2 separate regions of the Gossypium arboreum genome follow, and region 2 is linked to region 1. Evidence: chromatin contacts called from public Hi-C data. All regions are on one chromosome and are shown on one strand. Each heading gives the region's core, a stretch centred on a gene start, on an enhancer-like site or on the middle of the called end of the contact. The rest is flanking DNA. Distances are from core to core; before and after follow the strand shown.

Region 1 (4,822 bases), core at 366-2,865:
GACAACTCCTTGGAATGCTTGCTAGATGGATGAGGTCTTACCCTTTTCATCCTTTCCCCGGGCACCGAATCATGATTACCAGGCATCGATGAAACATCAACATGTCTATCAACAATATGAGCCATGGCACCTAATTTTCTTAACCAACTCCTTTTCACTTTCCTTTTCACATCTATTGCAGGTCTTCCCTTGACCTCCCCATCCAAGTGCCGCTCAACCAAAGGAGACAACATAGTAGTTCGCTCAGACACTTGGGAACAAACAGATCTACTTGAACTTGAACTTTGTAAACAGCTTTTTATTCCATTCTGACACTGTTCAACTGTTACTGATTCCACTTGACCATCCAAATTATCGGCTTGACATGCAAAATGATCCTCAGGTTGTTGAGCATCATCGAACCGAGAAGACACCAAGGACTGGTTGGATGAAACCCCATGTTCAAGACCTGAAGTCCTCAACACAGCTCCACTATCTAGTGAGATTCTAGAAATTCCCAATTCAAGTTCATCCCTGTCGGAACTACCAGGAACCTCCCCGGTAATCGAATTCCCATCGAAACTTAGATCCATCCATCTTCTAAAGTTATGCCGACGCTTATCAACACTTTGTGGGAACGCAGACCAGAACTCGAAATGATCAAAACTATCCAAAAAATCATTAACTAAGCCTAAATCAGGACTAGGACCACATTCCTCAGATGCAGAAGAAATCTCCTCCCTGCTATCAAAGAATTTATCATCTTCTTCTTCTAAATAACTCCCCATTATATACCCTTGTTTTCTCTTCTCTCAATCCATGAAAATCCTGAAACATCAAGTCACTACTAAGTTTTCGCCCTCAATCTAAGAATTCTTTTGTTTTTTAATTTCATATTTTCCCTTATATTATTTCAAGAACAACATAAATGATAAAACCAGCGACAAACGTGTAAGAAGAAACATAAAAAGGACATGTATTTGCAGGAAATTCTCAAACACCAAAAGACAAAGATGAGAGGGCTTTAAAGAAACAAAAAAAAAAAAAGAAAAAAAGAAGAAGAAGAAGAAGACCCAAATCGATAAAACAAAAGAAATAGAAACCCAGAAAAAAGAAGAGATATACTCACCAGGGTCACCACGAAATAATTGGTCAAAACCCCAGAATTCCACAGATTTCCTCAGTTGAACAAACACCCTCTTCCCCCTTCTTTCTTTCTCTCACAACAAATACAGCCAAAATAATAAAATAATAATAAATGAAAGCAAAAACAAGTGTTGAGAATGGCGTAAACACAAAGGAGGAGAAGATCCAAATTCCTAAAGGGGGGTTGATAGGTGGTGGTTTATTTGTTTCTGTATCTGTTCTGTCTGGGTCTGCTTTATTTCTCTCTCTTTGAAGTCAATTGCTTTGGTTAGTCCGTTGGTCTGTTTTTTGCTTTTTTGGCTTTGGTGATTTTCTTTCTCTTACCAAAGTTAAAATAATATTAGTAGTGTGTGTTGAGTTCTTTCTAATCGCCATCTCTTTTAAGACAGCAGTTAAGTTTCACGACTTGAATCATATTTTATTCCTAAAACTAGCCAAAATGAAAATTGAAAAAGAGCGTTCAACAAAATCCAAAATTTTGAAAAAGAGACGAATATTATAACCGTGTGACTTGCACTTTCGTCCCGGCCTTCACACAGTAGCTAACGACTTTTTTCTTTTTTTTAAGGGGTAAACTACAACCATACTCACCCAAATTCAACTATTTACTCACTTAATTTTTCGATTTAGTCACCCAACTATTAATTTCAGTTAAGTGAATAGAATAAAGCTAGTTTGGATATTTTAATATTTACACATTTTATTAATTTACTTATAAATCTAAAAATTTAATAAATTTAATCATTCGTGTTTATAAAATTTATCATTTTAGTCTAAATTCTAAAAATCACTAAATTTAACCTCAATATTTTTAATTTTTCAATTTAGTTCTAATTTTAATTATTTTAAACAAGAAAAATATTTTAAAATTCATTTCTTATATTCTTTAACGTAACTCCATAATCCACCGAACAAGAAGAGTATTAAACACCATTTGTATCATGCTCATTTTAAACTGTCACCTTCATGAATATGGTAAAAAAGTAGCCGGCTTAAATCCAACTATCTAAGTGTGATGTTTTTTATTAATATCATATTATTTAATTAAATTACTCTAAAAAATAGCACTTTTTAATCATTACAAAACATTTTTTTTTATTTTTTTTATTTTAAAAATATACAAAGACCTAATGTTTGGGCGGAAAAAACAACACAAAGTGAAATCTTTCACGAAATGAAAAACTTAGAAAAGGTTTTTTCCCCCTGCTTTTTTTGACTTGGACATGCTATCAATAACTTTCAATCTTAGGTAGTCCAAGCACGTCGCTCAAACGACTAAAGTCAAGCTGAACTAAACTAAAGAATATAATTTTGTGAATTCCATGTCTCATGGAATTGTCCAACTTCATCTCTCACTAATATCCATAAATTCATTTCGTGTTGATTTCTTTTTGAATAATTTGTTATATTTCTCTTTTGTTGTATTTTTCTATTTCTAATTTATTTATACTTATTAGGTTTTTAATTACTTTTATAAATTTTATCCAAAAAATGAACATTTTAATATTTTAACTTTTTTGAAATTTTAGAATTATAACTAAATTGATAAATTTTATAAATGTTGAATGTTAAGTTTATTGATTTTTTTTTAGAGTTACAATTAAAATGAAAATTTTTTAACATTAAGGGTAAAATTTATTATTATACCAATAAAAATCCACATTAGCTTTCCGTTACTCATCTAACAACAACTAACGAGAGAATGATTAAAATATTTTCATTTAGAAAAGTTCAATGATTGAATAAAAAAGTTAATACTTTAGTGACCAAAATGGAATCGAAGGCATAGTTAGGAGATTAATTTTGTAGTTTACTCTTTATTTAAACAAAATTAAAAAGTCAAAAGTTGGGAAAAAAAAAAAGGGGTAAAATTGTATTGCATTGTTAAGTCTTTCTCATTGCCCTAAGCGCGTTTTCATAAATAAATAAAACCATTATAGAGGAAAAAGAACGCTAATTGACAAGAATTTTTTACCATAAATGCCATTTCATCATCCATAGGCTAAAATTCAAATAAATTTCATTATGGTTTTACTAACACATTTATTCACCATAAATTGATGCTATAAATGCTTGTATAAGATCATAAACGTGAATATTCAGGAGACAGTAACAATCAAGTTCAGTAAGAGCAAAAGTGGAGTCGTAGCTCCTTTCATTCACTACAGTCCCTTTGATGGTACACATGAAGTATCTGTTTATTCTAGATCTCTTTCAACAAATTCTTGCAATCATCAAGCAATTTATTGTTAGAATGAAGGCTAATAACAAAACTCAATGATTAGATTTGTAATGTTTGTTTGTGTTGGATAAATTGAGTGGAAACTATAGTTCCAGAGACTATATAAAATTAAACAGTAAATTTTAAGGCGCAAATGACGCTTTTTAAATAGAACTATTTGTCTCAATTCCAAAATTGTTAGAGGGTTAAGATAAAGATTTTCTTGAAATACAACAAAGTTTTTTAATTTCCTTTTATTAATAAAATCGAGAAATTAATTAACTCTTACTCTAATATGTGAAATTGGATTGATTGTAATAATACTCTCAATAGACACTATTAAAAAGCCATAACCGTTTACATTTGATTTCTATTAGACATACTTCTTAAAAAAACATATCTCACGGAAAACAAATGTATCATTTGGATAAATCATCACTTTTTAATAAGTGCTTATGAATAGTGATGAATTTATGGATTCACAATTACAATTTCCAGCAATTTGGCCATGCAACCGTATTTAAAGCATGGTTAATATATCAGGATTTGTGCTTTTAGTGACTTTGTCATGTAATTTTGGAACTCAGTAAATAAAAATATTTTTTCTTGATTACTTGATGTTTTTTGTATGGACGTAGACGTGGAACTCAAAATTCGAAAATATTTGTAAATCATTAATATCAACAAATCGGGAAGAGAACATGTTTATATATATATAGAAGTAAATAAAATAAATTATCATATGCCATCTCTAATCAACTTGTAGCTAACAATAAATTGGACGGTTCTATTTAAAAACATGGATAATACGAAAAAAGAAGAAGTGAACCTCTCATTCTTGAAAAGAAATGGTTAAGTTTATAAAATCTTTTACAATGTTTGGCAAAGTCAAAGTGTTTATAGACCTCTCAATGCTAAAGTTTAAAACAAATATAAATTTCTAAAATTAATTAAAATTAGAGTTTACTAGAATCTTCAAATAAATATACATTTAATGTCGTAGATTAAGATAAAATTGTAGCTAAATTATCCTAAATAAAAATTTAATTTAAAAAGTTAAATAATTAAATGGAGAAAATTAATAGTTGATGAAGAAAGTAAAATAAAAACCTTAGTGAGCGACTAAAATACAACCAAAAGCTTAGTTGGTGTTTACTCTTTCATCGTAACAAAAAGCATAAAAAACAAAAAAACACTAATCAAAGAAGCTTTAAATTTTTGTTTCCTTTAAAGTACAATTTTGGTGATAATGTGCCTTAAAATTTTTCTCATCTTTTTTCCCAGCCTTTCAGTTTTTCTATGTAAGTGTGGTTATGAGTAGTGAGATCACCTCGTTAATCAAGTGGCAATCCATATAATGATAAAACTAATATGGTTTTCTTCTTTGGGAATCTCAATAATAATAATAATAATAATTTTTGATTAATCATGATTTTATTATTAAAAAACGTGCATGCGGTTTTTTTTTTAACTTAA
Region 2 (5,033 bases), core at 2,232-4,731, 430 kb after region 1:
TTTGTTGTTTAAGGTGGGTGAGCTCTTTAATGACATTTGAACAAAAGAAAAAGTGACTATGGCAGTCGAGAACTTCAAAAGGATCTTACATTTAACCTTGAAGTCCTTCAACTTTCATTTTCACCATTCACTCAACAACAAAAAAAAATTACTTTTGAAAGTTATAGTTTCCAAGGCATCGTCAATCCAAGGCTCCATGGACGTACACGAACTAGTGAAGAATATCTTCCTATCATCTGTAGTATTTTACATGACTATTTTCATGTTTAATGTTTATAGTTATTCCTCTTAACAATTTATTTTCAGTATTTAAATTTACATCTTTCATTATTAAAAATGCTATGTATGTATCTGATTATTGAATGTAAATGACACAACTAGTAGATATAATTCATATATAAATTTTTTGGTACAATAATATAATTCATATATAATACATACATAAATAAATTTCAAAATATTAGCATGATGATTAAAGAGTAGTCATAATAATATTATTATTATTTATAATTAGTTATTATTGCTGCTACTGTTAATCATAAATCTAAGCAAAACAGTCGATTGTATTAAATGCAATCAACCTCTTTCGGTTTTATATGGTTATATATAAAAAGAAATTGTTAATTAATTTATGCACTTACGGGAAAAAATAGATTAAGTCATCCAATTTAATCATTCCTCTCAAACAAAGTCTTAGTTACTATTTTCACTTAGTAGCTTCCATTGCCAGAGAAAACACATTTCTCACTTATTCCCACCATCGCGATTATATATGCATAAGCTTACACTCCATATATCTTCTTTGTATCTATGTGTTTTGGTATATTATTTTATATTTATTGGTATTTTAAAAAATCATATATATGTAGTCAAGTTTTATTTTTTTAAAAGAATTTACAAGTATATATACAACACAAGACATAAATGACACATGTCCAATAAATTAGAGTTAGATTAAAGTCAATACAAAGCACAACAGTCTAAAAATCAGATATATAATTAGACCTAGATAAGAAAAAATCTAAACAAAACCCACATTTGGGGAAGAACTCACACATCACATTTACTCATGGTGGAATTCAAATCTTGACCCTTAAGATCTTATGACCTCAATTATACATGCATAAATATATTATATAAGTACCTTAAAAATATAAGTACTTTAATAATTTTGTACTAAGTCAATACAAATTAGTACAAGTTCATATTGATTGAACGAACAAAAATACATCGACAGGATTGAAATATATCAAATTTTTAATTGAAGTAAAATTTAATTTATTTGATACATACTTAAGATGAGAACGACACATTTTGATAAGTACTAATACCAATACAATTTTGACGACTATTATAATAAGTAGAAGTGAAATCAATAATTCAATATTAAAAAAATGTCCCAATAAAATTTTAAAAGTTGGGAATACTTAAATTGAATATTTTATAACTAAAAAAATCTAAGACTAATATTATACTTTTTACTCATGCAAAGATGATCAAAGAACCTACTAGTTTGCTGAACGAACCTCTCTCATTAATTACGTTTTTTTTTTTTTTTTTTTGCCCTTTTACTTGAGGAATGTTAACATTGATATGGAAAAGCCCTGCGGATGTTAACCACGTGTGCACGTAAATGTATTATAGTAGCTCTAAGCACCGCAAGCGGATATATTTGCGTACGGTGATAACTATAATATCACCGGTGTTTTGTTCTAAAAGATAACCACGTGGCCCCACCATTGAAGGCTGAGGTCCCGTTTAATCAATCAAATTCAACACCAAAAGTAATTGAGCCAATCACAACCGTCGAATCATATAACTTAAATATGTGACCTGTTCTTTCTCGTAATAGAATTTTGCTTGGTTTAATTAGAAATTTCATCCCTTTACTTTACATAATGTGTATTAGTCCAATTTATGAAAATACATGAATTTAAATAGCTGATTTTCTCGTTAAATACTTGATTTTACTAATTCTTTACATTTAATTTACTAATTTATTGATTTTGAAATCAACCATATTATGTAATTGGACTAATTTCTTAGTTTTTGTAATGTATTAGAATCAAAATTTGACAAGTTAAAATAAATGAATAAACTTTTCAATTTTGGGATAATATTGAATGACTTGAGCTTTAGCAAAACCCTAATCTTTAAATGATGTGCATGTGAAGGGTTAAGACTTAAGACAATGTTTTGAAACACATTTTTTTTACTCATTAATAATCAATATTATTATGGAACAGTAGATTTGGTTTCATTAATTTCTTCGATCAGACAGTTGGATAAAGGTCAAAAAGTGTTTCCGTACGATAAAGCCAAATAAATAAAAATAAAGCTCTGACCAATCCATCGATATTCATACCAAAGCAAAACGGAAATGTCATATATGTATAATTTTTTTTCCTTTCATATCAATGTTTAATTTAATAAAAATATTTTTATTAGAAAATAAATATAGATTCCTTTTACGTGTAATTATTCAAAAAATTCTAAAAAAAAAATTAAAATGTAAGGAAATATTTATAGTAAGGCACTTTACGTGCATGCTAGCTAGCTAAGGTAGGCTCATATGTGTAATTAAATTACTTTGCGTGTGGTACTTATAATCTATGCGAACCTATAAGTGGTGTCATTCCATTGCATGTTCTATGGACCAATTCATTTCACCATCTGCATTTAAAAGTGTTGGGACCCCAAAATGTGTTTTTCATCTGATACCCTTTTCTTTTCCTTCAATTTTATTATTAAATATGTGAAATAAAAAGGGTATGAATGATTTGTGGGATTTTTAAAGCTTTTACTCCTATTTAATTCATGTTTTTGATGCTTTGTTTCTCCTCTCCTTAATTGCTATCTACTTAAATTTGTCAAACTTAAGTCAATGAACAATATAAATAAGCTTTTAATGATGCAATTTTAATATTATATTTCCTACATGAAGCTAAAGTTTTTAATTTGATGGGTAATACTTTCTTAATTAATATTTTAAAAAATATATGAAATATATGATTTTTTTAATGAAAATTAAAGTAAGCAACCACCACGTCAATACCTAGAAGCACTTAATTCTTAAATAAGCGAGTAAAATTCCTTTAAGTATACTTAAATCCGCCCTCTTGCATTAGCAGCAATATCAATGTTAACTAAGCTAAAACTCAATCAACTACATATAACAAATTTTAACTCATTTGTTAATATAACATATAATAATCTATATTATAAGCTTATAAAAACAACTTGAAATAATCCATCATTTTATCCAGAAGAAGGAAGGCCATTATAACATAAGTATACAACTAGAAAACACCAAAACATTTCACATAAAGAGATACATAATTATTTTATAATGAAATTTTACAAATTAAAAATAATAATAAGATGATGAAGAATTATCAATCAATGTATTTTAAAGTGTATAGTTTTTTCTCTTAAAAAATGTTACATTTGCATAAACAAAATATTCCCATTTAGTACTTGTATATATAGAATAAAATACACATGTAATATGTGTACTTAATAATTTATTAGACAAAACACCCCCCATCCATAAAGTAAGCTGATATACAACGAAAACCAGCAAACATTTCATTTTCTCCTGCCTTTTAAACCAGTTTTTAGAGCAAAAAAAAAAAAGAAGTTTGCTGGTTTCCCTTCTCTTTGATCACCAGTTTCATAACCATGGATACTGCAGCTCAATGGCCACAGGTAGAGAAATCTTCACCTGGATATGTTCTTGTTTTTTCTCTCCCCCTTTTTAGCTTTTTCAAAAGAAGAATAATTTGGAGTCAATTGTATATGGTTTTATTGGGTTACTTTACTTTGTAAAAGATGATGGTGTTTGTTCATATTGTCAAAAAGAAAAAAGATGATCATGGAGTGTGTGTGTGTGTTCATGGATATAGTTGAAAGACTTGAAGTCCCCACTCAATTGGATTTAGTTTTTATCAGTTTATCTTCAAACCATTTTGCACTTTACCTTTCTCTTTCCTTTTTTTTTTTTTCTTTTTTAACTTTTTTTTCTGCTTTTTCACTTTTATATTTGGCTTGTTGTAGTTTGTTTGCTATCTTCCTTTTAATGTTCATCAGCTTTTTGATCTTGAATTTATTGCTTTTCTTCTCTTTTTTGGGGGGGGATTTATGTAGGAGATTGTGGTGAAACCAATAGAAGAGATAGTGACAAATACATGTCCAAAACCTGCAAGTTTAGAGAGGAGAACAAGACCACAAAAGGAACAAGCTTTGAACTGTCCCAGGTGCAATTCAACCAACACCAAGTTCTGCTATTACAACAACTACAGTCTAACTCAACCTAGGTACTTTTGCAAGACTTGTCGGAGGTACTGGACTGAAGGCGGTTCCCTTAGAAACATCCCTGTCGGAGGTGGTTCTAGAAAGAACAAAAGACCATCATCATCTTCTTCATCACCTTCATTATCATCTTCATCAAAAAACCCTAAGATCCATCAACCCCAAGATCTCAACGTAGCTTTCAAAACTACCACTCAAGGTTACACAAGTGGTAATGTTCCTGAATTGGTTCAAATCCCCAACAGCTTAGATAACAACAAGAACCAAATCCCTAATTCTTTCAGTTCTTTCATTCCCATGCCAGTTCCAGATCCAAACACAGTATATACATCTGGGTTAATTCCCATGCAAGATTTCAAGCCAATCTTAAATTTCTCCTTGGATGGGCTTGGGAGTGGTCATTATGGGAGTCTTCAAGGGATTCAAGAAACAACAACAGGGAGGCTTTTGTTTCCATTTGAAGATCTGAAACAAATCCCAAACACAACTGATACTGACCAAAATAAAGAACAAGGAGATTCAGCTGGATACTGGACCGGAATGTTAGGTGGAGGATCATGGTAAACTACAAGATCAAAAGTAAAAATGGGTCCCTTTTTTTTTTTTTGCCTTTTCTTGGCTTTTCTTTGTAACCTTTTTTATTATTATTAATTTGTTAAGGTGGGGTGACTTGTTTGGATTTCTTCATTACTAACAGATAGGAATACATGGGTTTCTCTCTC

Evidence for each region. A called contact is a pair of places that touch in the nucleus more often than the background predicts.
Region 2: a contact with region 1 is called in a Hi-C map of leaf, with 3 times the contacts expected there. The contact joins the promoter of LOC108478277 here to the promoter of LOC108476945 in region 1. A contact is called at or near these places in 2 of 5 Hi-C or Micro-C datasets (both in leaf).

Annotation. Positions count from the first base shown.
Region 1 is chr1:29,897,165-29,901,986 of ASM2569848v2, forward strand. LOC108476945 reads right to left here and starts at 1,616. Exons shown (of 8, transcript XM_017779325.2): 1 at 1,109-1,616; 2 at 1-807. The coding sequence starts at 767.
Region 2 is chr1:30,323,221-30,328,253 of ASM2569848v2, forward strand. LOC108478277 (dof zinc finger protein DOF4.6) reads left to right here and starts at 3,482. Exons shown (of 2, transcript XM_017780716.2): 1 at 3,482-3,708; 2 at 4,147-5,033. The coding sequence starts at 3,682. The coding sequence ends at 4,875.